Linked DNA regions of Mus musculus: region 1 is linked to region 2. Evidence: chromatin contacts called from public HiChIP or PLAC-seq data. All regions are on one chromosome and are shown on one strand. Each heading gives the region's core, a stretch centred on a gene start, on an enhancer-like site or on the middle of the called end of the contact. The rest is flanking DNA. Distances are from core to core; before and after follow the strand shown.

Region 1 (4,771 bases), core at 2,034-4,533, 150 kb before region 2:
AACCATGCTGTTAAAGCAACTCAGGGAAACTAATGGAACATTAAACAACCTCTCAAGAACTACTAATTAGTCAGATTGTTTAAAACTTCCTTTGCCAAAATTAATGAGAATCAGCCTTTTAAAATTCTGCATGGCCAGAAACAGAGACCAGATCTAAATGGGGATATTCAAGTTTATCATGTCCCACCCTAAGCCCATGTTTAGAAATATTTAGGGAACAAGGGCTAGAACAATAAAGCCCTCATACCAAGTTCAAGAGCAACAGTCAGATCCAAACATTGGTTAGGAACCTGAAAGCAACTAGTTAGGAAAGAAACACATGAGGAAAAACAGATAAATGGTATCATTGTGCTACATGGTTTCCAAGGAAATAGCCAAGTAGGCGGGTGGCGGATTGGCCAGATTGGGCTGTGGATTCACAGGGCCCACCTGTGTCTATGACACTGTTTCACATGGTAGCCACCAATCCTGTGCAGTCATTCAATAGACATTAGATAAAATTCAAAATATTGTTATTAAGTCATCCTAGCCACATTTAAAGTTCTCAATATTTACATTGTACCCTGTATTTCAAAATATTTTGCCTAATAGCAGAGAGTTTTTATTGAACATTCTTGGTCTTTTAGAATATTAGGGCTCATAGATTTCCATGATTAATGGCACAGAGTCTAAGCAAAGATGTAAAGTTCTGAGTCTAGTCTATCTAAAAAAGGAAACTTCCCAGGGAAACAAAACAGTTCTAATAGTACTAGGAAGTGCTGAGAGTGTGTACAAATTTGTGCTGACAAATGGGGAGAGTTCTACAGACCTCACATGGCTTCCAGGTGTACCTTTTTCAGAAATAGTACTAAGACTTCTCTAAGCTCAGTCTCACACACTTTCTAAGACTGTTTATTTCTCTCTGACTGTTGAAGGGAAGCCAATCCTGAACACCTGCACTGATAAACTGCTTAGCACGAAGACAGAGTTTCCTAGTACTCTAACCTCTAAAACCTACACTTCACATTGTCAGTGAAGCTGTGGTTTTTGGCTGCCAGCGTCTCTCCCTGGGAAGGCTGACCATGAAGATTACCCCGCATGCTGCAGTCAGCTCTCCTTTGCCTTGGCTTCTCAGCCTGTGTGAAGTCAGAGCTGCTACTATATGTTCCCAATACTGGTACAAAATATTCCAACACAAATTTCTCCAACTGATATAAGAAACCACAGAGACAGGAAATAGTGCAGCAGCAAGGTAAGGGAGTGAGGGGATACAGTAAAGAAAACCCATAGTGAATGCTTTGCAGAGACTGAACACTTCTCATAACTCTGGCTGCTTTCTGGGCAAGAGCAGGCAGTCACTCAGTGAAAGAAGCAGCTCTGAGAAAGGTCAAAAGAGTGAATTTTACTCTCTCCCTTTTTTCTGTGTCATTATTTTTGTCTACCTCAATGCTATTGATGTTTAAATGAACAAGGATTCAGCTGAGTCAAGCATTCACTGGATGCATTCTTGGTGCATTTTCTGATGCTATAACGATGTACTAGAGAGTAGGCCATTTATAACAAAAGGAGGTCTTTTTTCTCCTCTCATAGCTCTGGATCCTGGGAAGTACAAGATCAAGGTTCTTGAAGTTGGCAAACATTTTATGCTGCATCATAGCATGATAGAAGAGCAAGTGTGTGTGAGGCAGGGAAATAAGTTACACTGACCTCATCATTTTTACCAGGATCCCACTCCCACAATAACTGCATTGACCCATTAATGAGAGTACAGATCTCATAACTTAATGAAGTCCTATCTCAAGACCACCTGAACAGTCTTTAAATTCCCACCTGAGATTCCAAAGCAGCATTCAGATCGTAGGAATGACTATGTGTGTGATTAAGAAAGTCCATATTTTATGCCTAACTCCCTAGGGACAATCACTAAACCCTAGATTCTCTGCCTTCATCCTTTCTTCGAAGGATGTAGAGTAACCGAAAGAATCATCTCCTAGACCCTGGAGACAGAAATGTCTGGCATCACGATACAGCTATTTCTGTTGTCCCATAGTAGAGGAGGTACTTCCATTAATCTTGCTGTCAGCTGAATTAATGTTGAGAGCTCACATTCCCACATGGTTATTTTATCCTGAGCAGCAGGCTTGTAGCCCAGAGGGAATTATTGGGCAAGGCTTTCTCTTTACCTTCCCCCTTTTTTTCAAGCTCTGTTTGAATCTATATCATTATGCATTCACTATTGCGCAATCAGAGAATGTTACCTGCTCGATACCACCCAAATGTCAGCCGCTTGGAAGGGGGCCTCGATGACAACCACAAAGAAAAGAGACTGAGCAGGAAACTAGTCAGGTCAATTAAGAGATGAGCCGCATCAGTGAGGATAGCCAGACTCCCAGCAACGTGTCCACCTGTGAGATGCACAATATCACACTGGGTTAAAGGCTGGGAATGCAATTAGGACTCCTCTGCATATTAGACATAGTTCATTCATACAACTTGGGAAGCAAAAAAAGGTATTGAATTCAAATTAACCCACCTCTTTTTCCCAATTTGAAAAATAACTGAGACCATAACAGTAACTAAATTTAAGCACATAAATATAAATGTTCAGGGCGTCATTTCTGAGGCCATGGATATATAGCAATAGGAATTATGAAGCAAATAGAAACAGCATCTCAATTATGCTAGGCAGGAAGTCTCACGAACGGACCTATAAGTACATATGGCTGTAGATGCATTGGCTAGATTCACGGGGTCTCATAATCCAGGCTGTAGACTTGAACTTCTACCTGGCAAGCAGCATTGCAATCTGGCTCATAGTCTTGCTATTTATTTGTAATTTTACCATAGCCTTTACTGCCACTCTTTGTTGTGCTGAATTACTAGCTGCACTGGAGATCCATGTTATAAATGGTGGGAGAGCAGAACAGAATGGAGAAATGAAGGTATGTCCAGTGGACATACCAAAGTCATGAACAATCTGACGAAGCATAGGACAGAGAAAAGCAGGCCCACACGGCCACCTTGCTTTTCTGGACATTGGTGACTTCCCTCTTTCTCTCCTTTGAAAACACCTCCAGCCTCCAGAAGAGAAATTAAAGGAGTGTTGTGTCCTTTCTTCCTGAGCGTGGCTTCTTTGAGAGCAATAACCTCTATTGCTCTCCCTACCTCTTTCCAGCAAAGAGTGTGTGCTGACTGATGAGTCATTCCTGCCACTGTTTATTGCCTTGTGTACTACAGAGCAGCAGAGACCATCAGTCATCAGACCCTCCATCATCAGACTCACCTTGTCTCGCTTAATGATTAAAAAAAAATTGCATAGATGGCTCATCATTGCAATAATCCCCACAGACCGGTGGCTCGAGCTGTACTTAATAACTGGTTTGTCAAAGTTTAATGATCTGAAGCAAAGTAGTCTTCAGGCGTGTTACAGAGCTGTCCGTGCAAAAATCAGAATGATTCATTAGCCAAAAGGCAACATTTTGCTAACAAATCAGCTGTCCTTCCAATTATCCTCTAATGTTCCTCGATCTGCCAGACTCGGTCCTGATAATAAAGCTGTGTTAATAATGCATTATTTCTTGCCTGGAGAATAACTACATGCAGATAAGCAGCATGCTGCAATTTTAGCCATGAATGATGGGGATTCTCAGTGCCACACTGAAATTGCCCACTAAGTCAAGGCAAGAAAAGTCTTGGAAAAATTCTTTAGCAGGCTCAGCTGGTGAAGAAGCAACTAAGAAAAGAGCTTGCTTTAGAAGAATCATGGTAATTTGGAGACCTGGGACCCTATAATCATTTCCCAACCATCAGAGCTGGTAATAAGAACTATCTAGAAAAGTGTGGGCACTGCTGAGTGATACAGAGCACACTGCATGCAAGAGGTAGCAAGTGCATTTACTTCTGAAAGCATGGGGCATTATTGACCATTAATTCAACTATTCAGCCAGCACTTATAGAGCCCTTGCTGTGCCTGGTAACATGAGCAAAGTACACAAAGGTAAACAAATTACAATCCCTTTCTTCAGTGATCGCCTAACACTGCACTGAAGTCTTGCTACCGGAATGGGAACAGAGAACACTGTGGTATTCAGGAACTTTTCAAAGAAGGACTGAGAATTAGCAAGAAAATTGTGGGTTTTCATGATGCACAGGAACATGGAAAAAGAAATAAAAGAATGTGGCACTTTGCTATAAAAATAGAAGATAATAGATGAGGAAATATCAGAATATTCTGGGAAATGAGATTGACAAAGAAGTTGAAGGCTAGCCTCCTTGCTAAGGAGATCTGCTTAGGACGTTCAGACAATGCCAATGCATATTTAGTTTGTGTTTGTGAGAAAGGTCTTTGTCACCAATATGCAGGCTTACTTGGAGGGACAAGACATTGATGATTAAAAACAAATGGATCTGGAAACAATTATATGATAAAACTCAGAGAGACAAATATCACATGATCTTTCTCATACATGGATCCTAGCGCTCTCTCTCTCTCCCTCTCTCTCTCTCTCTCTCTCTCTCTCTCTCTCTCTCTGTGTGTGTGTGTGTGTGTGTGTGTGTGTGTGTGTGTGTAAAAAGGTATGTTTGTGTGCAAATGTGTACAAGCTATGAAAGTAGAAATGAGACCATGTGCTGAGGGGAAAAAAAGAATTATTGAAGAAGGGGAAGAGAGAAATACAACACACGGCAAGAAAATTGAAAGGAGGATATGGAGGTAGAAGGGAATAATTGAAGAACAGGAGCAGAAATGTGAAGAGGGAACACTGGAATAAAAAAAATGTTGCAGAATATCATA
Region 2 (4,549 bases), core at 90-2,589:
ACAATTCTTGATGTCTGAGTGTCATGTAGGTGACCTGCATTCCTACTTTCTACTTACCCATAATAATGAGCCCAACACAAGCAAGTGCTCCGTAGACGAGCTGGCAGCCAAGACCAAATGGCCTGGCTCAAAAGTAAATACATTGGCAAGCTTGGCCTATGAAGTTCTTCTTTCTGGAATATATATTTAGAAAGGGGGACAATGCGATATTTAACAATGAACAAGAAAGTCAAAAGAAGCTAACGTCCATTTTGCTGCTGTGGCAAGCAGCAAAGTCTTAGCCAGGCATAATTTATGAACAGACAGAAAGTATGTGGAGTGGAGCTTAAGAAAGACTGGTGCAGAAAGAGGAGAGCAAAGCAGACAAACAGGAAAGAGAAAGACCTTGAGGAGAGGACATGGCTGTCTGTCAGTTCCACAGCCTTCTGGACTGATTCCACTTCTGTCGGGAGATCTTTACAATAGTCTTTTCCAAGGAGACGACTTGGCTAGAACAACCCTTTGTTCTGATTAAGCACTAGATAAATGTTACTCTCTTTCCTGATTTATTGATACAGTCAACTATTCGTCTCATCAAACATTCTGACACGCATACTTTAATGCACTGATTCAGTTAAAAAATTCTTGCCCACCTACCATGGGCTAAGCCTTTGCTGCATGCCTTGTTTGTACTGAGCACTGAACTGGAAGCTTCCTAAATTGTGTTTGTGTTTTTCTGGGCACTGGACAGGAAGATGAGAAGAACATAAGAGTGGCCTAAAGGTGACATGGATGTTTAGGAAAATAGAAGAATGTTCATCAAATGGCTAAGAGAGGTCTCCCCATCCCTTAATTCTTCTTTACGCCAGACAACTCCAGCACCCACAATAGAAACACATATAACGTCTGAATTTTTCCTTTGTTTATTCCCCTGTCGATCTGCCCCGCCTTAAGAGAAGATTCAGAGTAGGGCTTTCACAGCAATGTCCCCTGATCCTGCCCTGTGGTTGAGGAATGTGTTTCACTCCATCCCCTGCCCAGTCCCTCAGCCTTTCATATGCCACCACCTGTCACGAGGATGTCACAGCACAACAAAGGACAGCTTTAATTCTAAGGATTATTTTCCTCTGTCGGCTTTAAAAAGGTAGAGGGAAAGCATGCCTGTATTCCCACCTTACAAAAGAGTAAAGTATTGCAGTGACTAGATGGGGGGAGATCGCGGGGCCACCGGGTGTCTGGAAAGGTCTGTAAGATCAGGTTCGCTTTCATGTCCAAATGGGAACCGAGCAGATGGCTCCTCTCAGGGCTGTTTACTCACGCTACAGCTCTGTTTGAAAAGACCTGCTGCTGAGAGCAGAGGCTGGGGCACAGGAGGACGCTGCAGTCACTCTGAGTCAGCCATCTAGGTCAGGGGCTCCAGAGCCACGCTTCAGAGTGGGCGTGGGAGTTGGCAGGCCACGTTAAGCATCTCCAGAGCCTCACAGGCGCTGCCTGCTTCGCCGCAGTGAGATAGAGACCCAGCAGCTGTGGAACATCAAAGCTCCCATCTTTAGGCTACAAACAATATTAGCTAAGCCTGGTTAAGGTTTGTAATTTCCAGTAACAGGGCAGGGGTGGGACAAGTAATTGGCAGCCAGGGCCTCTAATCAATATCAGATTGGCAGTAAATTAGTTGTTTAATTAAATAAAGGTAATTTGTTGAATTGCCAATTATCTTCCCAATATGAGAGACCTCAATTCAATAAAACAAGAGTCTGGTGAGGAGACAAAACTACTCTACAGGCTCTATAACAGCATTTCACCATGAAATCTCCCTTCAGGAGGAGGCTTGAGCCTATAGATACACCAGGACCTTTCACAAGGTTAATGATCCAGACTGCCACCTTCCAACACGATTGCAAAGGTCAAACTGTGGTTCCCTCGGAGCTGAGCTGGCTCCTAGTTAGATTGCCAAAGGATTAAACCTTGTTCCTTCAAACAAGAGGCAACTGAATACTGAGGACTGCGTGCTGTCAGGAGGAAAATTAATTCCTGGGAGACAAGAAGTGTTAAACTCCCTGTTTAACTTAGTAATTATTTAATAACAATAGGCATAACAATAATAATAAATAGTAATTTGATGCATCTTTCTGAAACCCAAGAGCCTTGAGCCGGCAGGCAGAAACAGCAGCTGGGCCTGGCGTGCCAGCAGCCGTCCCAACACTAGATGGCAGCTCGAGCCTGCGTTTGGATCTGTGTCTCCTCTGCAGCTCTCCAATACTTCCCCCAACCGCCCAAGAGATTTTTAGTCCTCTGAATTTTAACCAATTGTGCTTCATCTTTTGTCTCCAGAAGGACAGAAATAGGCTTCCTCTTTCCCTCTAATTGATTTTAAGTTTCCCTTTGTTCAAGCTCTGCTAAAACGAGGAACGAGCCCTATTTTTCAAGGGCTGGCCTGCTTGCGACTTCTATTAAGTGGGCCAAATAATTATACCCCAAAGAGAAACCTGTTCTCTGGAAAGCACTCCGCATTTGCTCCCAGAGCAATGTTTGCTCGACTCCTTGCTGTGGGCACGCGGCAGGGGAGTCGCCGTCCCTGAGGAAGTTTGGGTCTTCTCTTTCAAACCAAATTGCTGGCTTATTGAACATATCATCTGCTCTAAATGCCCTCTCAGACTGGTTAGTTTATCAAAAAGGGTGCTAAGTTTGCCTTTTGGTTCCCAAGTCCCTTTACTGGATGGCTTTTCCCATACTCCTTTTCAAATAACAGCATCGCTACTAAGCACAAACAGCTTCACAGCCCAGTGCAGTCCTGACTTTCCTTCCATACTGAGTCCCTATTGTTTATGGCAACAGTCCAGAAAGCAGGCATAAGCCCTTGGCCATGGCTGCCGCACCCAGTGCTTTGACTGAGCTATTATTACCTTCTGCTTCAAGCACTAGCCTGCATCTCTTCAGGTTGGTGATGACGCTACTCCCCTCAGTTTCCAATTTGAGTCCCTCCCTTTGCTAACTGTCAAGTCCATTTAGCTGGCATTCTCCATCCAGGACTTTCCTGTGTCAGAGCATTTATGAGTCAATAACCTCTAAAGAATAGAAGCTCCCTGAAGGCCGTGTCCCCATCACAGATTGCTCTACTGCCTAGGAGTATAAAGCTGACTAATCTATATGTATTAAATTAAATAAGTACAGAATGAAAAATTTGTAAACTTGCCTCACAACCATGAATTCTCTCTAACATGTATCGAAACATAGTTGAAAAAAATCGAAAGCCGTTGAAAACCTCTGAGTGGCTTACGGGAATCTATCACACCGTGTCATCATTGGTAGTTTTCTGTAAGGGGAAATGGGCATGATAGATTACAGAATCCTGTTCAAGTACCCCCTGCTTAGCAGTGAAGGTATTGTAAACACACTGGTCATTGTTTAACATATCATCTCTATCGACCAATTAGAGTTCTTGCGCTGCCAAGAGTGCCCTCTCTTCTGTTGTCTGTCACTCTCCCCTCACTTTTGTGACTCTATGATTACCTGGCTTTGGCTGACCTCCTTGAGTTCTCTCTGCTCATTCAGTGGCCACTGGGCCTCAGAAATCCACCTAAGTCTTTGTTGGGAAGCCTTCCTTAGATACTGAAGACCCTCCCGATGCCCACTTCTGAATTCTAGTAGCCCTGAACTCCTCCTTATTCGTGACTTTTAAAATCAAGATCCAAACTATGCAAGATGATGGCCTTGCTAGGAACTAGAGTGCACATTCTATACTAACTGGAAATAGAGCATGCATGCGTTCCTTATTCTAATTAGTTCCTTCCTATACAACCTAGCTTCCACAGCTGAAAGCTAGCTACCTAAGGAATGCTTTATGCTATCCATCTTTTATATTTTACAAAGTTTCTAACATGATCCTAGATAATTCAACAACACTCTCCAAACTGGTTCATATAAAGTAGGTTATCCTATGAAATGACTCATCCATAACCCAAAATCAATACCAAAATAATCTATTATCATCCTATTCCAAGTCTTAGAAGTACCAGGAGCAGAACAGAGGAAGAACAAGACTCTAAGAGAGCCCATGTCTGGTGCCAGGAAGATTGTGGGATGACACTTCAATAGACACCCAGTACTTCCCTAGAGACTGCAGCCCAAAGGTAGGACTGCAAAAGGAGGTCATGACAAATCATGACAGTGGCCAGCTCCACCAGGACAGCCTCTGAGATCACAGTTTGTGTGTGTGTGTGTGTGTGTGTGTGTGTGTGTGTGTGTGTGTGTGTGTGTAGGATTCTGTGGCTGACTCGTTTTTAATTGATTAATCTACTCACTTTACAGCCCAATGTCTCACCCTCCTTCCTCCCAGTACCCTCCTACTCTGAGAAGGGGGAGGTCCCTCCTGGTATCACCTGCCACCCAGACTCATCAAGTCACTGCATCCACTCCCATTGAGATGGGACTAAGAAGACCAGTTAGGGGAACAGCATCATTCCCTCCCCGCACACACTCCAGTTGTTGAAGGATCCACATGAAGGCCAAGCTGCACCTCTGCTACATATGTGCAGAGGACCTACATCCAGCCCCTGTTCTCACTTAGGTT

What was found. HiChIP or PLAC-seq counts read pairs in DNA pulled down with a chosen protein or histone mark.
Region 1: a PDX1 HiChIP or PLAC-seq map of a beta-TC-6 cell line shows a contact between it and region 2, with 19 times the contacts expected there. The contact joins two enhancer-like sites. A contact is called at or near these places in 4 of 484 Hi-C or Micro-C datasets (the G1E-ER4 cell line and nephron progenitors) and 1 of 115 datasets of contacts at active chromatin or transcription factors (a beta-TC-6 cell line).

Annotation. Positions count from the first base shown.
Region 1 is chr15:52,314,888-52,319,658 of GRCm38.p6, reverse strand. It overlaps Slc30a8 (solute carrier family 30 (zinc transporter), member 8), which reads right to left. Exons shown (of 8, transcript NM_172816.4): 3 at 2,238-2,384. Among named protein-coding and RNA genes, the nearest start is that of Slc30a8, 22 kb to the right of the region's middle. Within about 2 kb of position 3,283, at least 5 of the 459 cell types and tissues checked have an H3K27ac peak or open chromatin away from gene starts, as enhancers often do.
Region 2 is chr15:52,158,586-52,163,134 of GRCm38.p6, reverse strand. No RefSeq gene overlaps it. Among named protein-coding and RNA genes, the nearest start is that of Aard, 120 kb to the right of the region's middle. Within about 2 kb of position 1,339, at least 73 of the 459 cell types and tissues checked have an H3K27ac peak or open chromatin away from gene starts, as enhancers often do.